2 separate regions of the Gasterosteus aculeatus genome follow, and region 2 is linked to region 1. The links are chromatin contacts, called in public Hi-C maps. All regions are on one chromosome and are shown on one strand. The core of a region is the stretch at or near the end of the contact, and the rest is flanking DNA. Distances in the headings are between cores, read along the strand shown.

Region 1 (3,058 bases), core at 156-2,655:
TTGAAATCTCTGAATGTATTGTATGTTGTATTTTGATTCATTTATTTGATTTTACATTCAACACTGATTTTTATTAATTTGCTGTGTATATTGTTATATTATATTATATAATACTTCTAGAACTATTCCTGTTTCATTTTTGTTTTTACTATTTCTCAAATTGTTTAACATACAGTTAACTCATTCAGGATATAAAAGGTCCACAGCAAGTATTAAACTGGTGAACCTGAATACACACCCAAACATAGCGGCCCACGTGCATTTAAATACATATACAGTAGAAATTGAGGGCAGCTGGGGGGGTCAGGGCACTTGACGGTTACACACTTGACAGGTGCCACATCTTCATAAATTAAAATGTGATTATTGGGTACAGCTATGCAATGCTTTACTTAAGTAGAGAAGGGCTGTTATCTTCACAATTCACCTAGCAAACAGTTCATGTTATTTTTGAATGACATATTTCACCCATAACGTAGCTGGTATCGTCTTTACACTTTGGTGTGGATATCTCATATGACCTTTTACGTGTGTGCCAGACAACGTATCGAACGTTATATTTCCAGATATAAATCGTCTTGTATTGAAAGTGATGGGGTAGACCTCGTTTACCGTTGTGTATAATCAGCCAAAGACAACCTGCATAGAAACATAACGTGATATTTACAGATTTTGTTGACGGTTTGTTACTGTTGGCATATTGTAGGAACGTTAACGTTAGCTAAATGAACGTTACAGGCATCTTGGGATTGGTATAGTTTAACGTGAATCACCATACACCGCAATAACGTTATATTTACAACAAAACTGCTACACATAGCAGTCGTTGATGGGTAACGTAACTAATAACAATTTGCATTATGTATTACGCCGTTAACGTTCGCTCCCTCTAACAATTTTGTTTCGGGGCATAACGTTAGCTAATAGTAGCATTACAATAAGACATAGAACCCCGCAATTATACATAGGATTAGGTATAGACTCGGGTCCGAGTAATGAATACACTCAAATTGCATTACAAATACTAAACTGTAACATCTGCAATAAGACTGTCTGTGCCATTTCATTAATTACAATGACTCTTGCTACGGGAGGCGTGCTAGCCAATGCTAACGATGTTAGCTTGTTATTGCTAGCAGGCCAGCTTTTAATGAATAAATACATTTTATCAGTGAAACGGTGTTACTTACAGGAGATTGGACTTTGGCAGAGGTTTCATAAATCCTAAATCATATTTACTATAAGTCACATGCTGTAACAAATGTTATTCCGCAAGAAAATGAAATATCAATATTGCTAGCGGCTATTCAATGTTTTGGAGCTAATTTCATTCACCAACATGGCGACGGCAGGAACCTTTTGTTTAACCCGGATGTAGATCTGTCTCGAGGAAGTGGACACATTGAAGGAAAATCCGTTTTTTGGGGGGGTATTGAGGTTTCTCCCTTACAAGGTGATTATTATTGAAAAAATATTTTGGAGAATAGAAATTTGGAGAACGTAAAAAAAAGCTAATACATGGTATCTAAGCATAAATGCAAAGTAAAGAAGACTTGAAAATAATCCAAAGTTTCAACAATAAATATTTATTTTTTTCACACTGTGCGTAACAATTCATTTTTTGCAAAGTTGACTGGCACTCATAAAAACAAGTAAAAAAAGACCATTTGATAAATCCTAACAAACTCATTTCAACATCAACCTTTTCAGAAAATATTGAAGAAGTAGTTTTATAATCTAGTCTGTCACAAAATTATACACAAATTAATAAAAAAATTAACATTATTTTTTTATTAATCCAAGCAGCTGGGGATAATAACTAAAACACACAACGAAACAGCAGATAAAGCAACGTTGTATGCAGTTATCGTTGCTTAAAATACATAATTGAGTACATTACCACCGACATTGTTGGATCAGTTAAACAAAAATATCAAAATATAGTAATTGCAGTCTATGATGTAAGTCCACATGACTGGAAGACAATTGTTCTGTATGAGGTCAAGACATACTTTCATTACCTTTAAATCCACTACTCTGGTGGGATGCAAAATGTAATAAAAAACAGGCACAGTTTTAATATTACTGGTACACTTTTTGGTCATCTCATCCAAAATAATCAGACTCCTGATGGCCAGTGAACTTCTGCGTTACACTTAACACCAACCCTTCAAATACAGAAAACAGAAAAACAACATTGGTTTCAAGTACAATACATTTAACATCAGTATTATCTAATATGATAATTCTATGTGCAAAAAACTAAATAACACACTAACATATTTCTTCTGCAACAGAACAGAACAAACACTCTGAACAATTTACTTGATCAAAAAACAATCATGACACAAGCTGTCCTCTAGAACTTGTCCAAAACAGGACTTTCAGTCTTTTTGTGCAATTATCTAAAGATCGCAGACTGGCTGGTGGGATAAGAGCAGATGCTCCAGTGGTCATTTCCCTTAAGACAGATCAAAGTGCACGTGTATGTGTATTGACAGTATAGGAGGATCCATCTTCATTTAGGGCAAATGAATGAGACAATATAAAAGCTGTCGTGTGGCCGCAGTTGTAGAGCGCATGGCTACTGCTAAGACTGCAGAGCAGAAAGGCGCCGCTCGATACACTGCTTACCTGAGAACAGATATATTGAAAAATTCAGATTAGAAAAAAATCAAGTCAAGACCTGGTGGTTTATGTGTCATAGTGCGGCCATATACATTTCTCTATGCTGTCAATGTCCTTCTCCTCAGTGATGATTCGGGACAGACCCTCCATCAGCAAAAGGGCTTTGTGGTAACGCTGGACTGATGCTGTGCCATAGTGAAACATCTCATCTAGGGCAGCACACTGAACCTGAATGCAGTAACAGTCACATTAAGGCCAAGATAAAGATGATTACTGAAAATAATCTGAATATCAACATCGCTCCGGCTGTGAGGTAAACGCACCATTTCTACAGTGTGGCTGTAGATGAGCTTCTCGGCTGTGAGGCCATTGAAGCGGTCCATAAGCTTTTGTTTGTCAAGCAAGAATGTCTGCAGGCGATGGTTGAGAG
Region 2 (3,058 bases), core at 361-2,860, 76 kb before region 1:
GACACGTCACATGCTTCGTTGCTTTCTATCTCACTTCAATCTCCTTCCGTGACCTCGGAGGGAGACTGGCAGGACCAACACATTTGCAGATGGGATGGAAGAACAGCAAGAGGGGGAGGGGGGAAATTTTCGAAGGCGACAACAGAACCTGGCGGGTTGTGTGCGTGTGTGCACGTCAACCTTAATTCCTCACCGCCCACAATGTCACGCTGCTTCCTTGTCCTTTTCGCTCCCTCTTCACTGGTGCGGTGGCACAGGAGGTGCTTTGGATCTAACTCTAAAGTTTATACGAGACTCACGCGAACCGACTTCTGCGGAGGAGCTCAGGCGAAGAGCTTAACTTTACTCGACACTGGCTTCCAACTGGGTCACCTGTGAGTGAAACCAGAGGACATGGATCCGATATTTTAAAGTGCATTTCCTCTAGAGCATGAGGCATAAAAGGAGGCACTGATCCAGGGTGCTGTTACTACATATTATTCAAATGAAGACAAATGTACTAGTATTCTTCCTTGACTCTCGCTGCATTTATTTGCTCATTAATGTTGACTCCTCACCAGTGAGTAGGTGTAACAGGCGGCAGAGTATTGCCTCAGAGAGCCTGCTTACTACAGAAGCCGTTAATGAACAGCAATTATTAGAACCAGGCAGTCATCCTCGGGGAGTAGGATTTATCTTTTCCTTGACGCAACTTCTTAAACAAATAGGGAAACAAGATACATCAGAATTCTTTTGATAAGGCTTCACATTAAATACTGGAAATGACACGTTCGGCATGAAAAAGAGGGGAATGGAGGAGATTACCGAGTATACATTTTCTCTGAAACTGAGTTATTAGTTAAAGAGCTGGTGGTCTTGAAACTGTACACATGCAGCCAGTTGCATTAAGAGCCATAAAGCTTAAGCAAATTCAACGTGCTGCCTGCAGTCCAAGATGTTTTTTTTCTCCAATTGAGCTGATGCCGATTGTAGATCATTGATGATCCATATTGGCAGACACAGATCAGGTCAAATGATCAGAGATCAGCAAGAAGAAGAGCATACATGTCAATCTCTTATTTAACTTTAAATTGGCGGATAACGAGGTCAGCAAAATTCCATTTCACACACTGGCGGTTACGGTAAACTGTGTGATTAATCCGCGGTTCACGTGTGCTGAACCGCGAGGGTCGATCCGCATGGATTAACCGTGGTCTGTTACACCACAAGGGCTTATGTTACTACAATCACAGCGTTGCCAAACTTTTGTGACTCACATCAAAGGAATGCAGGAGCGAAGACCAGGGACAAAAAAAAGAAAAGAAAAAGCACTTCAAGTCCAACAAAATAATCAAAAGGAAGGAATAAGACTGATAAGAGCATTGTAGTATTGAAATCCTAACAATAACCATCCCCATTTGACACGCATATATATGTATGATGTGCCACTTAAAAAGAAGAATGCAATGAAGTATATGTGGATCAAATTATTTATTATTAATATTCTGGTGACTAAAATAATGAATATGACTATGTGAGTAAATTCTACGCAGCACAAGCAGCACCGGGGAAGGCGAGTGGAGCCAGGAAAAAGAAGAACAGGTTGGTTTGGTAGAGGAAGAGAGAAATAAAGAGCGAGAGGTGGGGTTAGGCAGCTGGCCAGAGTACATCCTGCCAGTCAGAGGGAAGTTGAAAGCGTTACGAAGGTCAAGCGGCATTGTGGAGTAAACCCGGGTGAATTTCAGAGAGTCTTGAGCAATCTGCATCTCCTGCTGTTACTAGTGTTTGTGGTTTGGCTGGTAGTGTTGACAGTAAGGGTCAGAGTCATGAAGGACACTCCCTCGGGTGTACTTTTCTCTTTGAAAAGGTCTTCTCGGGGAGTTGGTTTCTTATCTGGGGACATCTGTGCAGCTGTTAGGCATTCAGCCTCTTGCTCAATTGCTCTTAAACAATGTGCTTTCCAACAAATTGGTTTTAAAATAGCTTCTCCGGCTAAATTTCTTGGCACACAAAGCGCTGCTTTGCCATGGTTTGAAAAGGATTTGCAATCGAAACATTCCTCTTTCCCTTCCAACAGTGAAGTTCCAACATCCCTTGTAGTTTCCCGTACGGGGCTTGTTCGAAGAAATTGAAGCTCGAGTGTCATCGAGTGTGAAAGGAGCTCACTGCTTTGCATTGCACTTTGAATAAAACATTTAAGCCTAAAGGTTAGTGGCTTCTACTTTTGGCCACTAGGGGGACTGAAAGCACAGATATCCTCCTTCACGGAACGTAAACATCAGCACAGAGCACATAATGATTGTTGTGACTAGGACTAACTAAACAGCGGTCATTGACCTTACAGCTACTCTGTTGCTCTTCCATTTACATAACGATGACACTGCTGTACATGCGTATCTGATAAAGGACAGTGTGCGTCCGTGTCATCTTGTAGGCTGTGCGTGTGTGTCTGTGTGTGATTCACCAAGCCTGCTGCGATGCCCTTTAGTAGCTCATTCTGTTAGGCAATAATTCATGTGAAAATGAAGCGTGGGAGGCTCACATCGGAAGATAAATACTCCGTGGCAATCTGTGCTTTTGTTGACGAGGGTCTTCGAGGATGATATTTCCTTCTTTTTTTTTAAAAAGGTAAAATGAAAATGGCAGCTATCCAAGAAAGAGAAAATAAGTTCTCTGCAGACCGTCATCAATCTGTTAGGAGCCCTGGTGTTTTTAGCTACTAGCGCTCGGTCACTGACAGCCGCTTGTGATAATCCATCTTGATATGTAATAAAGTGAAAAGGATTTGGGCTGCGGGCCACAGGTTGAGCGTGTGTATCCTACTGACCCTGTTCTCATCGTAGATGATCTGCACCAGGCTGCGGTGCTTGGCCTCGCTGGGTGGCGGTGAGATAGGCCGCTCTGGCTCGTGTGGTTTAGCCGCCTCCTCCTCCAGCTGTTGCTGTAACACAGAAACAGAAAGATAAAAGTTAGCGCTTGGCCAATCCAAAAAAGGGGGGCCCCCGATCTTCCAGGAAGACCTGTGGCACACCGGCTGGTGTTGTGAGGTTAAAGAGTGTTGCGTTAGATCACTGGTCCT

Evidence for each region. Hi-C and Micro-C count contacts between places; a contact is called where the count stands out from the background.
Region 2: a contact with region 1 is called in a Hi-C map of tail fin, with 1.8 times the contacts expected there. The contact joins the enhancer-like site here to the promoter of ep400 in region 1. A contact is called at or near these places in 2 of 6 Hi-C or Micro-C datasets (skeletal muscle and tail fin).

Annotation. Positions count from the first base shown.
Region 1 is chr13:16,064,553-16,067,610 of fGasAcu3.hap1.1, reverse strand. ep400 (E1A binding protein p400) reads right to left here and starts at 1,405. Exons shown (of 53, transcript XM_078086950.1): 1 at 1,191-1,405. It overlaps ulk1a (unc-51 like autophagy activating kinase 1a), which reads right to left. Exons shown (of 28, transcript XM_078086929.1): 26 at 2,952-3,058; 27 at 2,721-2,856; 28 at 1,571-2,634. The coding sequence ends at 2,591.
Region 2 is chr13:16,140,998-16,144,055 of fGasAcu3.hap1.1, reverse strand. ncor2 (nuclear receptor corepressor 2) reads right to left here. Exons shown (of 47, transcript XM_078086960.1): 6 at 2,807-2,920. Among protein-coding and RNA genes, the nearest start is that of ncor2, 26 kb to the right of the region's middle. Within about 2 kb of position 1,610, at least 6 of the 9 cell types and tissues checked have open chromatin away from gene starts, as enhancers often do.